Regions from separate parts of the Sus scrofa genome. Here regions 2 and 3 are each linked to region 1. A link is a contact called in public Hi-C and promoter capture Hi-C data. All regions are on one chromosome and are shown on one strand. Each heading gives the region's core, a stretch centred on a gene start, on an enhancer-like site or on the middle of the called end of the contact. The rest is flanking DNA. Distances are from core to core; before and after follow the strand shown.

The links. Promoter capture Hi-C pulls out the DNA fragments that hold promoters and counts their contacts. Hi-C and Micro-C count contacts between places; a contact is called where the count stands out from the background.
Region 2: a Hi-C map of liver shows a contact between it and region 1, with 2.9 times the contacts expected there. The contact joins the promoter of TP53INP2 here to the promoter of AHCY in region 1. A contact is called at or near these places in 1 of 5 promoter capture datasets (fetal liver), 2 of 47 Hi-C or Micro-C datasets (embryonic fibroblasts and liver) and 1 of 2 datasets of contacts at active chromatin or transcription factors (alveolar macrophages).
Region 3: a contact with region 1 is called in a promoter capture Hi-C map of fetal liver, with 2.8 times the contacts expected there. The contact joins the promoter of PIGU here to the promoter of AHCY in region 1. A contact is called at or near these places in 2 of 5 promoter capture datasets (fetal liver and liver) and 1 of 2 datasets of contacts at active chromatin or transcription factors (alveolar macrophages).

What each region holds. Positions count from the first base shown.
Region 1 is chr17:37,742,513-37,747,456 of Sscrofa11.1, forward strand. AHCY (adenosylhomocysteinase) reads right to left here and starts at 1,866. Exons shown (of 10, transcript NM_001011727.1): 1 at 1,747-1,866. The coding sequence starts at 1,774.
Region 2 is chr17:38,101,171-38,106,114 of Sscrofa11.1, forward strand. It overlaps TP53INP2 (tumor protein p53-inducible nuclear protein 2), which reads left to right and starts at 3,019. Exons shown (of 4, transcript XM_003359949.4): 1 at 3,019-3,261.
Region 3 is chr17:38,078,443-38,083,386 of Sscrofa11.1, forward strand. PIGU (phosphatidylinositol glycan anchor biosynthesis class U) reads right to left here and starts at 2,620. Exons shown (of 12, transcript NM_001185136.1): 1 at 2,491-2,620. The coding sequence starts at 2,620.

The DNA of each region.
Region 1 (4,944 bases), core at 616-3,115:
CCCAGCAGTAGTGGACAATGGTTCTGTCCTATCCTAAGTTCCACCCCCTCTGCCACCACCTGTCCCTCTAGCTAAAAAGAACTCTTTCACTGCCCTCAGGACAGCTGTATACTCAGGACTAGGCCTGATGTACTCAAAGGGTACAGGAGGGTCTGATACTCTAAGCTTTGGGGTTTTTGGTGCCCAGGGAACTGAGGACTTGCAGTAACACCTGTTCCAGGACAAGCCAAGAGGAAAAATAGCAAAACCCTCCCTGAGCCTCAGTTTCTTCATCTGTAAAGTGGGAATAACCATCCCTAACCTTCCTATGAGCCCTGAAGATTAAAGAAGATGCAACATGGGCAAGCACAGTATGCCCTCCCTAATGGAGACTTCCTTCCTCCAACCCTACCCTGCCAAGCTCCTCCACTTCCAAATGCAGTCTTACCTCCTCCCATACAACCCAAAGCCCTCAACCCTAACTCACCCATCTCTCCACAGTATGACAAGCCCTTTTTCCAACTCTCCCACTGACATGACCTTGATTTAACCTTTCTAGGCTTCCACTTCATTCACACCACAGGGACAAGAGTCTGCTCTGGGCTGCAACTTGATAAACAACTATTGGTAAGTTACTATTTCCACAGAATCTTTCCAAGTCATTTCCTATTACACCTTCAGCTTCTTCCTCTGTATAATGGGATAAAGTCCACCTCTAAAGGTCATTCTGTAAACAAATGCAAACCCCCAGATACACAGCTCCATAAATATTGATGCCTTTCTCTGGGTAGAATGGTGTCTTGAATTTACTTTAAAAACTGATAGTCTGCCTGAACAGTTTTTTCCTGAAAGGTCAGTGGGGCTGTTTCAGATGTGTTCACTTATATACTGTGGTGAAAAGGTGAGCAGGATCTGGATTTATATCCTGCTCCACCACCTCCCAGCTATAAGATCATGGACAAGTTAACCTTTTTTCCTGTATCTCAGTATACTCATTGTAAAATGATAAAGTAACAGCCCCTATCCTAAAAAACCGTGAGAAGAAAATGAATTAATCTAGAATAAAGGTAGAAGGCAGTGCCCATTCCACAGTAAAAGCCCAGTAAACATTAACTATCAATGCACAGCTTCAATCCCTAGGAGAGCAGTAAGGATTTTTCTAGCCACTCCAAAATTTCTTCGAGATTCTCTGTACGATTGTCCCTGTTGGCCAGGTGGGTGACCCCAGAGGTTGAGTAACAAGCCCAAAGTCCCTTGTAAGTGGACTAGTGCTTGTGTCGGCTCAGTCTCCAGGCCTCTCCTCACGTGCCCTTCGGGGTCTTAATGACCTCGTCTTCCCTGTAGGTGGCCCAGAGAGGGATAAGCACTTGCCCAGGACCACCCAGGGGGCCAAAGAGCTGGTCCAGACCCAGGAGGCAGGATCCAGGCTCCCCGGTGTTGGCCCCAGCAGGTGCCATTGGTCCCAGGCCTCGGTTAGGTGTGCGCTCCCCGCCCGCCCCAGCCGGCTCCGTGTGGAACACGCCGCGAGTTCACCACTCCGCAGCCCGCGCCGCTGCACCCGGCCTCGCGGGGCACGCCGGGACTCGTAGTGCGCGGCCGCCTCCGAAGACCTGCTCATGGCGGCGGAAGAACTCCAGCCCCCAGAAGGCCTCGCGCGGCCAAAGACCGCGCCAAGCCAGCGATTCAAGGGGCTCCTCCTGAGCGCCCCGATTCGGCCCTGTGGCTGCCGTCCCAGCAGGCCCCTACCCTGCATGTCCAGGGACTCACCGACTTTGTAAGGCAGCTTCTCCGACATGCTGGCGGCGCTTCCACACGTAGTGATGGACACGAGCGAAGGGGGCCGGCCTTGGGCTGGGGACAAACGCAGGGCGGGCGGCGCCGGGCAGGGATCTGCGAGTGGCACCGGCGCCTTTAAATATCTTACCGTAGCTTGCATATTCATGAGTCCCGCTGGTGCTGAGCGGTCGGGGCGGGGCCCAACGCAGGGGGGCGGGGCCCAACGGAGGGGGGCGGGACCAGAACGGACTTTGGTTGGGGTTCAGACCAGTTTTTAGCTTACGGGGACCTTCCACCTCCCGAGCAGCGTAGCGAAAGGAGTTCCAGGAGAGGCCTGATATCAAACCTGAGGCCATCTTTAACTTCATTCATTCAATCAGTGAATCCGACGCCAAAACCGAGTGAAATTGAAATTCCAACCAGTTCACTTCCCAGAACCTCAATTTCCTCTTCTATAAATTGGGCAGAATGATACCTACCATACAAATAGGTAAAGTTGCAATATGTCAACACCTAGCACATGGGAGACCTTCCACCCTCCTCCCACCATGCTGAGTTTAGGTAGATTTGTATGCATTTTTAATACTTTTACTACATATGCATAAATCATTAAATGCTTCATAGAAGTCACTCTGTGTTTAAAACCTTTATTTAAATAGTGCCATACTGTACTTACTCTTCTGCAACTTGCTTTTTTTCTGTTAATATTTGTAAGGGTCATGCATAGAGTTTTGCTGCTGTATAGTATTTTATTGTATACATCGTGTGATTAATTTACCTGTTCTATATTCAGATTTTATACAGTCTGCCATTATTGTGTATATGAAAAAATGAACATTGCCTCTTAGCCCATGAGTAGGTGTCCTGGAACCATAAGTGTACTCAGGGGTGGAGTTTTTGAGATAAAGGCACATTTTTAACTTTCCTAGATATTACCAAATTGTTTTCCAAGGTAGCTCATCCTATCACCAGCAGTGTCTGAGAGGGCTTGTTGATCCACATCCCTGTCATCACTTGTCAGTCTGACAGAATTGTTTTTTTCTTTTTTGCTTTTTAGGGCTGCACCTGTGGCATATGGAAGTTCCCAGGCTAGAGATCAAATCGGAGCTGTAGCTGCCAGCCACAGCCACAGGAATGCCAGATCCTTAACCCACTAAACCATGCATTGCTTAGTTTTGACTGTTTCACCTTTGTGTAAATGAAATCATAGGATACATATTCTTCTGCAACTTACTTTTCTCTTTCAGTTCTATTTTTTTTTTTTTTTTTTTTTTTTTTTGGCAGTGCCTTTGGCATGTGGAAGTTCCCAAGGAGGGATCTAACCTGAGCCACAGCAGCAACCCAAGCTGGTGCAGTGACAACACCAGATCCTTAACCTGCTGCACCGCAGGAGAATTCCTCAACATTGTTGGTTTGTTTTGTTGTTGTTGTTGTTGTTTTTTCCTGTCTTTTGTCTTTTCCATACACCTGCAGTATATGGAATTTCCCAGGCTAAGGGTCGAATTGGAGCTGTGGCTGTAGTGTAGGCCGGCAGCTACACCACAGCCACAACAACGCAAGATCCGAGCCACATCTGTGACCTACACCACAGCTCATGGCAATGCCAGATCCTTAACTCACTGACAAGGCCAGGGATCGAACCTGCATCCTCATGGATACTAGTCTGGTTCCATAACCACTGAGCCACAACAGGAATTCCCTCAACACTGCTTTTGAGAGTCATTTCTGTAAGGGCTATAGCTGTGGTTCATTTATTTTCATTTCTGTATAATCCACTTATTTACTTATTCTATTTTTGATGGACATTGGATTGTTTCAGTTTTTTTTTTTTTTTTTTTTGCTGCCATAAAGACTACTGCTTAATATTCTCATGTGTGTGTACCTATATGGATATAGATGTAGATATATTTGTGAGCCAAATTGCTTGAATACATACACTCATGTCCAACTTAACTAGGTAATATGAAACTATTTCCCAAGCAGTTATCTCAGTCTATACTCCGATCAACAGTGGATTAAAAAATCTTATTTTGGGTAGTTCCCATCATGGCACAGTAGAAACGAATCCAACTAGGAACCATGAGGTTGCAGGTTCGATCCCTGGCCTCGCTTAGTGGGTAAAGGATCTGGCGTTGCCATGAGCTGTTCTGTAGGTCGCAGATGCAGCCTGGGTCCTGAGTTGCTGTGGCTCTGGTGTAGGCTACAGCTACAGCTCTGATGTGACTCCTAGCCTGGGAACCTCCACATGCCACAGGTGTGCCTCTAAAAAGACCTAAAAATTCCTGTTTTATGCCCTTATCATCACTTCCTATTATCAAATTTTTAATTTTTTTGCCAATCTGACAGGCATGAAATATCTTGTGGTTTTAATTTGTATTTCTTTGACTTCTAATGAGGAAAATTTCCATTCACGTCTCTGCCAGTTTAAAACTAGGTGGTTTGTTTTTCTTTTCAACTTATAGGAATTCTTTACATAATCTCAATACTAGTCCTTTGCTAATTACATGTGTTGAAAATGTCTTCTCCAGGTTTGTGGTTTGTCTTCTCACTCCCTCTATGTTGTTTTTGGATAAATACAGATTCTCAGTTTTGCTGTAGTCAAATTTTTCAGTCTTTTCCCTTAGTGTTAGTGGGAGTTTTTGTCTTATTTTAGAAAACCTAAATACCCCAAGGTCATAAAGAATTTCTCCTATACTGTTATCCCAAAGTTTTATAATTCAAATATAAGGTATGAGGTAGGAATATAAGGTATGAGGTAGGAATTCTATTTCATTTTTTTACACATGGATAAGCAGTTGTTCCAGCGTCCCTTGTTATCCTTCTCCCAGTGACCTATAGGTCCATCTGTCATACATTAAGTGTCCATCAATACATGGGTTATTTCTGCACTATTTTGATGCATTGATCTATCTATGCACTGATTTTTTTCATGGCCACATATGAAAGTTTCCAGGCCAGGGATCAAATTTGAGCCACAGCTGCAACCTACACCACAGCTGCAGCAGTGCTGGGTCCTTAACCAACTGTGCCACAGCAGGAACTCCTATAAAGTGTCTTTTTGATCAATTTTTTTTCTCAAATATTATTACATTCCTTACAACATATCTGACAAGGACAGGAGTGCACCTGAGGTGGAGGAGGAGAACTGACAACTTTGCCCTTTTCTATTTTTTCACTGTTGTAATTTTA
Region 2 (4,944 bases), core at 1,769-4,268, 360 kb after region 1:
ACACCTGGGCATGGATTAGATGGGTATGAGCATCTGTTAACCTGTGTACATGTGTGTATGTTTGTATATGAATGCATACATGTGTATGCATAGGTGCCCACGTGTATCCATATATATATAAACAGGAGTGGCACTCTAAGTCTGATTGGAAATGAGATCTAGGATTACCCCCAGCACGGTGCTCACAGCCTCTTTTTCCAATCCAAGGCCCAGGCCAGGGTTCCGGAATACTAAATCCATTCCCTGGGGCCAGAGTCAATAAATGGCTGTTCTGCTCTATAATTCTAAGCAAGTACCTTGACCTCTCTGTGCCTCAGTGTGCCTTAGTTTCCCCACCTATAAAATGAAAAGTTGTGGATGAACTATGGTCTGAGGTGTCCTCTCAGCCTGTACATGGGGTTCATAAGGCTGGGCACAGAATCCAGGTCATTTGTGGACCAGAGTGTGTGCCAGATCCTGCTTCCCTATTCTTGGGGAAACCAGAATCCTGTGCGCAACAGAATGTGTCCTGTACCAGGTGTGGGAATCTTCCTATACTAGCCACTTCTTTTTAATGGCTACACCTGCGGCATATGGATGTTCCCGGGTTAGGGGTGGAATCAGAGCTGCAGCAGCCAGCTTACGCCATAGCCACGGCAAGGCCAGTCACCACAGCTTGTGTCAATGCTGGATCCTTAACCCACTGAGGGAGGCCAGGGGTGGAACCAGCATCCTCATGGATAATATGTCAGGTTCTTAACCTGCCGAGCCACAACAGGAACTCTGCAGCCACTTTTTTTGAGCTAAGCTTTTAATTGCTGAGCCATTGATTGGAGGCTACTCTGTGCCAGGCCCAGCGCAAGCTGGGTGAGGGGAGTATATGAATGAAGACCTGCCCTTGAGATGACAATCATCTACTTGGGAAGACACATACATACACACAATTAATTATCATTGCTTACTGTTTATTGAACAAATAAATGACTGTACTGTCCCCAACAAGGTAGCTCTGGGCTACCTAGAGGAAGAAGGGGTGAATAGAATCTTGAAGACAGGAAAGATCTGAGTTCAAAAAGGTCTGAAGAGGGCATTCCAGGCAGGGGGAATGAGCAAAAGTGTGGATTTGAGAGTGTTGAAGAGACCATGAAGAGTTTGACCTTCGCACAAGGTGCATGTAGGTGAAGAAGGAGATTAGAGCTGGCGAGAACTGGGCTGGATCATGGAAGGCCATGAATGCTGTATTAAGAAGCATGGTACTTTGGGAGCCACAGAAGGTTTCAGAGCAGGCAGGTGGTGTGACAAGAGAGGCATGTTTAAGTCAGCAAGACGTCAAGAGAGGGTGTGAGGTCAGCAGGAAGCAGATATGAAGGGCAGAGGCTCAGGGTTGCACAGAATGAGGATACTGTGGGGATACGACTCCAAGGGCCAAAACACTGCTCTCTCCTCCTCTCACCCAGAAGCCTCTGGATATTATTTCCTGGTTCCTTCTCCCAGTTGCTAGGACTGAGGAGTCCCCCTAGTCTGAATTAGACTGGGACAGGATTTTAGAACCAGAGCAGCCACTCTGGCCTAGCTCACCCCACCCACCCCCACCCCACCCTACCCCCACCTCCTGATGGGCCGGATGAGCAGCTCTCAGACCCAACCCGACTAGCCCAGCTCCTCCAAGAGAGGAACCAGAAAACCCTGGAGACTCTGAGGATGTGTGTGCGTGGTTTTTCCCCAGGCATTTCTCAGGCTGCTGAGAATGCTGGGGACCTAGAGGATGGGATTGGCAGAATCCTGAGGGTGGAGCATTTGAAGGAACCTCTAAAAGGAAACTTGGATATGTTAAGTTTGATAGATAATGAAATTGAGGTCCAGAGAGGTAACATGACTTGCTTGAGGTCACACAGCAAGTTTGGGGAAAGTCAAGACTGTGCCTAGATCTCCCTGGGGAGGCTGAAGCATTCTGGGATTTAGACAGTCTGGTGCCTATAGAGAGTGGAGAGATTTGGGGCCTGGAACTATGGGTTCAAGTTCTGGCTCTGCCATTTGCTGTAGCTTTGTGACCTTGGGAAATCGCTTAGGCTCTCTGAGCCTGTTTCTTCAGCTGGAAAATGGGGAGGGGCATAACACCCATCTTTCAGGGTTGTTGTGAAGATCAAAAGACATATAAAGCACTATAGCACAGTGCCTCGCACTCAGTAAGTGTTCAATAAATATCAGCTACCGGTCTGGCAGCAGCAATAGTAGGTACTCAATATTTGCTCAATGCATTGCTGAATATAAATCTACATACTAAGCATGAGATTTGTTGAGTCTCAGTTTTCCCGCGTGTAAATCGAGGCTAATAATCAATCCCTGTCCCGTCACTTTTCTGTCCAGCCCCAGCAGCAAGGTGGGTTAAACAAGATGTGGAAACGTTCCAGTGCTGAGCACTCTCTAGCTCAGTGTTTATTCAGCCCAGAGCAATCCCTCTCCAAGTCCTACTCTGAAAAATATTCTGTCAGTCTAACCAACTCTCCTATACTCCCGGGTACACCCCTGGAACCGGGGAAGGGAGATGTGCCCCACCTCTCAAGCCTGTCCAGATGAGGAAAAATGGAGCGGCAGAGCAGATAATGCGTAGGGGTGAGAAGGTGAGGCAGAAAACGGAGGCCCGGGAGAAGGGCGGGGAGGAGGAGACTGGAAGGTCACGGATGTGGCGCGGAGTTGAGAAAAGGGTACAGACCGAGGGATTTGGATAGAGGATACAGGTGAACGGACAGGAGGGGCAAAGGCGCTGGGATATGCGGAGGGAGTACAGAAAGATGGGGATCCTGTAGAAGGAGTGGTAATTCTCCTCACTGAGAGGTCTGTGGGGTCGCCCAGGAGCAGGGGCTCCAAGCGCCCAGCAGTCGCGTCTCCGAACGCCCCACCCCCCAGCCTCCGGCTCGGAGTCTTGATCCCGGGAGGGAGCCACTAGCCAGCGAACCAAGGAGGAGGCGGGGAGGGGAGATCCGCAGCCTGGGATTGGCCGCCGCTTCGCCGGTCGCTGACGCGAGGCGGGCGGGCCCCTTTGTGACGTCACAATCAGCTGTTTGAACGCTCCAATTTGTGCTGTGAGCCCAGCAGCTGCTGCACAGACTCGAAGCCCAGCGGGCGAGCGCAGCAACCCGGAACGTCCGACCCGTACCCCCGCCGCCTCCCCGCCTAGCCCCCGCGATGCGGCGGGGCCTGTGATCAGCCGCGGACCCTAGGACACTCCGCCTCACAACTACCTCAGCGCCACCTCCGCCTGCCGCCCCGCCCCTGCCCCAGGTGAGTTCTGATCAGCTTTGGCCCCTGGGCTCCCGGGGCCCCAGAACACTCCCCGCTCCCCCAGCTCCCGGGTCTTTGTCTCTTTCCGCCGGCGGCCGCCGGGGCTGCACTCCCGCCTCTGGATTGGCTGCCGCCCGTCCGGTAGACTCTGACGTCTGCATATTTGCATATGACATTGAGACGTCACCAAGGCCGGGACCGCCCCCCCACCCCCTCCCGGCTCGGGTCGCCTGTCCTCCCGTGACCCGTCGGGCGCTGAGTCGGGACTGGGCCCACGGGTGAGGGACGCTGAAAGGCAGCGGGACCAAAAGGTCCTCCAGTTTTCTGGATTAATCCAAGAGCTGCGTTCAAGCCTCTGATCCTCTACTTTCTCCTTGCGACTTGAGAGAGGTTCAAACAGCGTTACTGGGTCTACATTGGGGGAGGGGGTTGTCAGGAGTTCAGGGGCGCCTGAAGCTTTGGCTCCAGCCGGATCGTTGAGGCAGCGCCAGATGGTGGTGGAATCCCCTCCCTCTGGCTCCAGGCTCTGCACCCCTGGACTAACATAATTACATCCTTCTAATCCCTGAAATGTGTGCAGCGCCTTAACTGAGGTCACGTCACTTCCCGAAAGGAGGGGTCTTAGACCCCATTTCACGGAAGGGAAAACTGAGGCCAGGAGCGGGCAAGTGGCTTACTCTAGGTCCTGCAGCCAATTAGAGTCATGCCTGCCTAGTGAGTGGCAGATGCATTAGCCCTGGGCACATACTTAGTATGAGCTTATTACAAGTAGTTACACATTCTCCTTCCACTGAGGACTGTACCTTGGGCTAAGCGCCATCCAAATTTGATAGGGCTCCTAGGAGATTGGGTCCCCTTTTGAAGCCCTGATCCTTACTTTATACCCTGGAGTTCCAGAGCCCAGTAAAATTACTCCCTCCCATCTGTTTTGACTGCAGAAAGGTGAGTCAGTGGCTGCATCAGGCTGTCTCCAGGGCCGATGTTGGGATGGGGTAGAGGTGAGAGTTCCCTTTGTTTGGCCCTTCTTTGCCTCCCAACATCAGAGTTGTCAGCTAGGAAGGACTGACCTGGCCTAGTGCTGATGATTACAAGGCTTGTGTTGCCCCTCCCTCTGTTCACAGAGAGGGACCAGGAGGAAAGGAGGCAGGAGGAAAGCCTCTGACTTCCTAAGTTGATGGGCCTATGGGCTGGACCAGGAGTCCCATCCCAACCTGGGCTTTGCTCAAGGATGGGCAGAGGTGGCTTGGGGCTCAAGTGCTATTCTAGACATGGCTGCTATAGTTATTAAAGGGAATGGTTCTCTGTGGAGCAGCGCTGGGAATGTGAGAACCAGGAATTTGGTAGGGCTGGGCAAGAAAAGTCCTGGGAGCCTCCCTCAGTGGTCATGAGAGGGGGCGGGCACTGGATGGCTGGTGCGGCTGTCACTTCTGGCCCTATCATTGACTTGCTGTGTGACCCCAGGCAGGGAGCTTCCCTCGCCACCCTAAGGCTCCCTTACCTCAATATGTAATTTGAGGAGGCCCAGAGCAGACTCTGGTACACAATGGGTGCTCTGGTAATACATGATGCATCTTGACGCCAGGAACCCCAGACCTTTTATAGCTGGACCAAGAGGCTCTGAGTACCTCAGTGACTCGATGAAGGTCTGACTCCTGTCTGACTTGCCCATCTCTCCTGCATCAT
Region 3 (4,944 bases), core at 1,370-3,869, 340 kb after region 1:
AGATGCTATACAGTGGTCACTGGTAAAACAGCCATGCCTAAAGATTGCCAGCTAATCACATAATGTTACTATCCATGTGACTTTCAGCAAATAACAATATCTCTGTACTTTAATATTCTCATCTATAAAGTGCCATTATAGAAACTAAATGCTTTTTTTTTTTTAACACATCTAAAATGCTTAGAACAGTACCTGGCATGCAGAGAGCTTTACACCAGCGTTAGTTATTATTATTTATTGGAAGCATACATCTGCATTTTGTCAAGCAAGAAATTTGTATAAATTTTAGCTGTACTATCAAATCAACTGGTGGGTCTGTAGAAATGAGGGACATAAGTAGTTTTAAGTGGTGAGAGAGTAGAGAAAGTAGGGTCTAATGCTGCCTTGGATCTTCTGGAATTCAGAAGAAAGCAGGAACCAAGTGATTTCAACAAACAATTCAATTTGTTCAACAAATAATTATATGCAAATATCATATGCAAAGATATAAAGTCTAAACTCTTACCATCACACATATGAACTACAACTACCTTTTTACCACTTATCAGCTGGAACCTGGGCAAACTACTTAACTTCACCAAATCTCAGTTTCTTCATCTGTAAAATAAGGAAGATAATGCCATCTAATACAAGAATAACTGGAGAATAAAATGAGGCTTACCAGTCTCCGGAAGTATTTTTAGAAAAGTTAGCTCTAATTATTCATAAAACAGCCATTCATTACACGACTCCCCATTCCAAAATGTCAATGGGATAACATCAAAAACTCTAGCATTTGAAGTTTGAGGACATGATGCAAACTATTGCATTTGGAGTGGATAAGCAATGAGATCCTGCTGGATAGCAGAGGAAACTATATCTAGTCCCTTGTGATGGAACATGATGGAGGATAATGTGAGAAAAAGAATATATAAATACACGTATGACTGGTTCACTTTGCTGTACAGGAGAAATTGACAGAACACTGTAAATCAACTATAATGAAAAAAACAAAAATCATACAAACTAAAAAAAAAAGAAAATACATCTAGAGAAATAAATAGATTTTACCTAGCAAAAAAAAAGTTCAAGGACATGAAGGGGATTTCTGGGCTGCTGGTAATGTTCTGTTTCTTGAACTGCAAGCTGGCTACATGAGTATAGTAAATTATTTAAGCTATACACTTATTATTATGTGCACTGTCTGTATATTGTACTTCAGTAAGAAAAGTTTATTTATTTTCTTGTCCATGACCACAGCATTCCGCAGAAGTTCCCCAGCAAGAGATCAAATCTGCAGCCACAGCAGTAACAACAGGAGATCCTTAACCCGCTGTGCCACCAGGGAATTCCAGTAAGAAAGTTTTTTGAAAAAAAAATCTTCAAATTCTGGCCTTCACCTTACACCCACCTCATTACTCCCCTACTTTGGGCATTTCACATCTTTCAACATGTCTTGATCCTGACAACCTTCTACCTGAAACTCCGCTTCCTCTAATCTCCCTTTTCACACTCTACATCCTTCAAGAGTTAGCTCAAATCCCACATTCCTTAAACTGGAAAAGGAGAGGACACTTTCTTCAGGGTCAGAACTCCAAGGAAGGAACTGGAGGCACACAGGAAGTACACTTTTCTTTCTTTTTTCTTTTTTTTTTTTTAGGGCCACACCTGCTGCATATGAAGTTCCCAGGCTAGGGGTCAAATCAGAGCTGCAGCTGTGGGCCTACACCACAGCCACAACAACACTAGATATATCCAAGCCACATCTGCGATCTGCAATGCACCTCACAGCAACGAGGGATCTTTAATCCGCTGAGAGAGGGCCAGGTGTTGAACCTGAGCCCTCCTAATGGATACTACCTGGGTTGTTATCCACTGAGCCACAATGGGAACTCCAGGAAGTACACTTTTCATAAATGACTATATCTGTTTGTCTGCCTTATTAGAGTGCCTGTGGACTCTTTAGTCCAAACTGGCTCTCTGTGGGCTCCAGTATAAAACAATGTTTGATGAAGAACTTAAAAGAAATAAGATATAGTAGGAGAAGCTGCACTGCAAGTCCCAGGCTGAGACAAGGTTTATAAGGGCACTCACACACTCTCCTCGCTTATGCAGGAATGGTCCCCTCAGGGGCACCCCCCCCACACACACACACACACCCACGCACAAGCGATCTCGCGCCAAAACTCACTCCACTTAGCACGCCCTTTTCTCATCCCGACCCTTCCTCAAGCAGATCTTTCCTCAGACCACGCCCCTCAGCTCAGGACCCGAGGGGGACACACCCCCTCATATCTACATCTCGCAGGTGACCAGCCCCTACGGCCCCAACCTCACCACACCAACCAACGTCCCCCCGCCCTTAGCAGCCCCGCTCGCCCGCTCGAGGACGCGATAACTGGTGAGTTCCCTCAGAATCTTGAACATGCGGCCACTGCCCCCGCCTCCCATTCACAGAGGCCAGAGGCGCACAGGCGGGGCCTGGACGCCTACTCGAGCCGGTGGCCTCACCTCTCTTCCAAGAGCTCAGTGGGGACACCACCTCCACCCGCTCCGAGATGAACTCGGCCAGACTGGAGCGAAACAAGGCTGCCCGCACAGTCACTGCCACCACCAGCACCAAGGCCAAGGGAGCCGCCATGATAGCTGGGGCGGGCGCGCAGGCAGGAGGGGAAAGGCGAGGCGGAAGAGCCTCGCGGTCTGTGCACCGCCCTCTGTAGTTCTGCGGGTCAGCGCGCCTCGCGGCTGCCCACGAAACTCCCAAACTGGGAACTACCACTCCCAGGAGGCCTTGCGGCGAAGTAGGGCGTGGCGACGGAAAGCGGGGCGCCTCAAGCTTATAGCAAAGGGTTGGGCGAGGTCTCCCACTATAGCAGGTGAATTGTAATAGCACTGAGGTGCTGCTGAAAGGAGACACGTGAAGACAGTTACCATCCTGGAATTGTTGAGCGAGTTTTAAAGAAACGTTCATTTCACTCTTGTGTGTATGTTTTTAGTGTTAAAATGTTTCCTTTTTTATGTTTTCAAAGAGTATTAAATATGTATTCGTTGATTTACTACATACTTATTTGTAGAATGTCAACTATATGGGTTCTGAGGATACATTGTGGAGTATTACAGAGATTTATTAGCTCTGCGGCCTTGAACAAGTTGCCGAACTTTTCTGTGCCTCAGGTCCCTCACCTTAAAAATGCACTCGTTTTTGGCTCCTTGTGAGTGAGCTAGAAACCATTGAAGAATGCTTAGAAATTTTGCCAGCCGCTTTTAAACACAGACATTACTGTAAATTAGTACAGCCACTATGGAGAATAGTATGGAGGTTCCTTTATAAACCAAAAAGGGAGTTCCTGCTGTGGCAAAGTTGGTTAAAGAGAAGTTGATTAATGATCTGGCTTATCTTTGTGGTGTTGCTGGTTCCATCCCCAACCCTGCTCAGTGGATTAAGGATCCTGAATTGCCGCGGCTGTGGCTGGGATTCAGTATCCCCCTCCCCAGGAGCTTCCATATGCCTCGGGTACAGCCATAAAATTAAAAAAAAAAAAAAAAGTATCTAAGAATGAAAGTGTTTATATGTGTAAATGATTCACTTTGCTGTATGCCTGAAACTAACACAACATTGTAAATCAACTGTACTCCTAATAATACTTTTTTGAAATTAAATAAAAATAAACTCAGCTATTATCAAAAATTAACTTATACAAACCTACAATTCAATAAGTTGTGTAAACAACAAGGTAATAAATACTCAAAACATCCCTTGCTAAGTATTTTACTACACTCTTGTTTTATCTGTGCTCTTGAGGTTATTTACCACTGCTATATCACTATGGCAAATACTGTATAATGGTATACTTCTGCCCTTGCCTTCCCAAATCATGTTTAGTGACTTAAGTTTGATAGTTTGAAATCCCAATCAATGGGAATGTTTACACCACAGAAATTGGCAAACAGTGTGTCAGAGTTTTGGAGTTTGGAGAGCCATCAATAAGCATAAGTAGCACACCACTTCATTAATGTATAAAAAATACTTATGATGAATGCTTAAATGTTAGCTATAGTAATTAAAATATTAAATAAATATAAGGAAATTTAAGATCTGTGAAGGAAATGAAACAGGTTGCATAATCAAAAATAATTTGGTGGGGAGTTCCCGTTGTGGCTCAGTGGGTTAAGAACCGGACATAGTGTATGTGAGGATGTGGGTTCAATCCCTGGCCCTCATTCAGTGAGTTGAGGATCCGGTGTTGCACTGGCTGTGGCATAGGCCTTAGCTGCAGCTCTGATTCAATGCATAGCCTGGGAATTTCCACATGCCCCAGGTGCGGCCATAAAAAAGAAAAAAAATTAAAAAAGAATAACTTGGTGGAATGGTGGTGGTAATACTACACAGAATGGTCAGGGAAGACTCTGGGAAAAGGTAACATTTGCAGTCAAATGCTCTACCACTGAGCTGTACCCTCCCAAGAGGTGACATTTGAACTGAAATGAACCTAATCAGAGCTTCCAAGCACAGGGAACAGACTGAGTCAGGAAGAAGCAAGATGTGTTTGAGAAGAGAAAAACGTAAGAGAAAGTGAAGAAAGTTTTAGAAGGTGTGGGTGGGGTTGCAGAGAGGGGCAAATCAGATAGGAACCTGTTCATCATAGCTGGAAATTCAGGCTTTATTCAAAGTACAATTCATGTGCCATTGGAAAATTTTAAACTAGGAAGTGATGTAGTCAGGCTTACTTTTTTTTTTTTTTCGTCTTTTTTGCCATTTCTTGGGCCGCTCCTGTGGCATATGGAGGTTCCCAGGCTAAGGGTCTAATCAGAGCTGTAGCTGCCAGCCTACGCCAGAGCCACAGCAGCGCGGGATCTGAGCCACGTCTTCGATCTACACCACAGCTCACGGCAACGCCGGATCGTTAACCTACTGAGCAAGGTCAGGGATCGGATCGTCAACCCACTGAGCAAGGGCAGGGATCG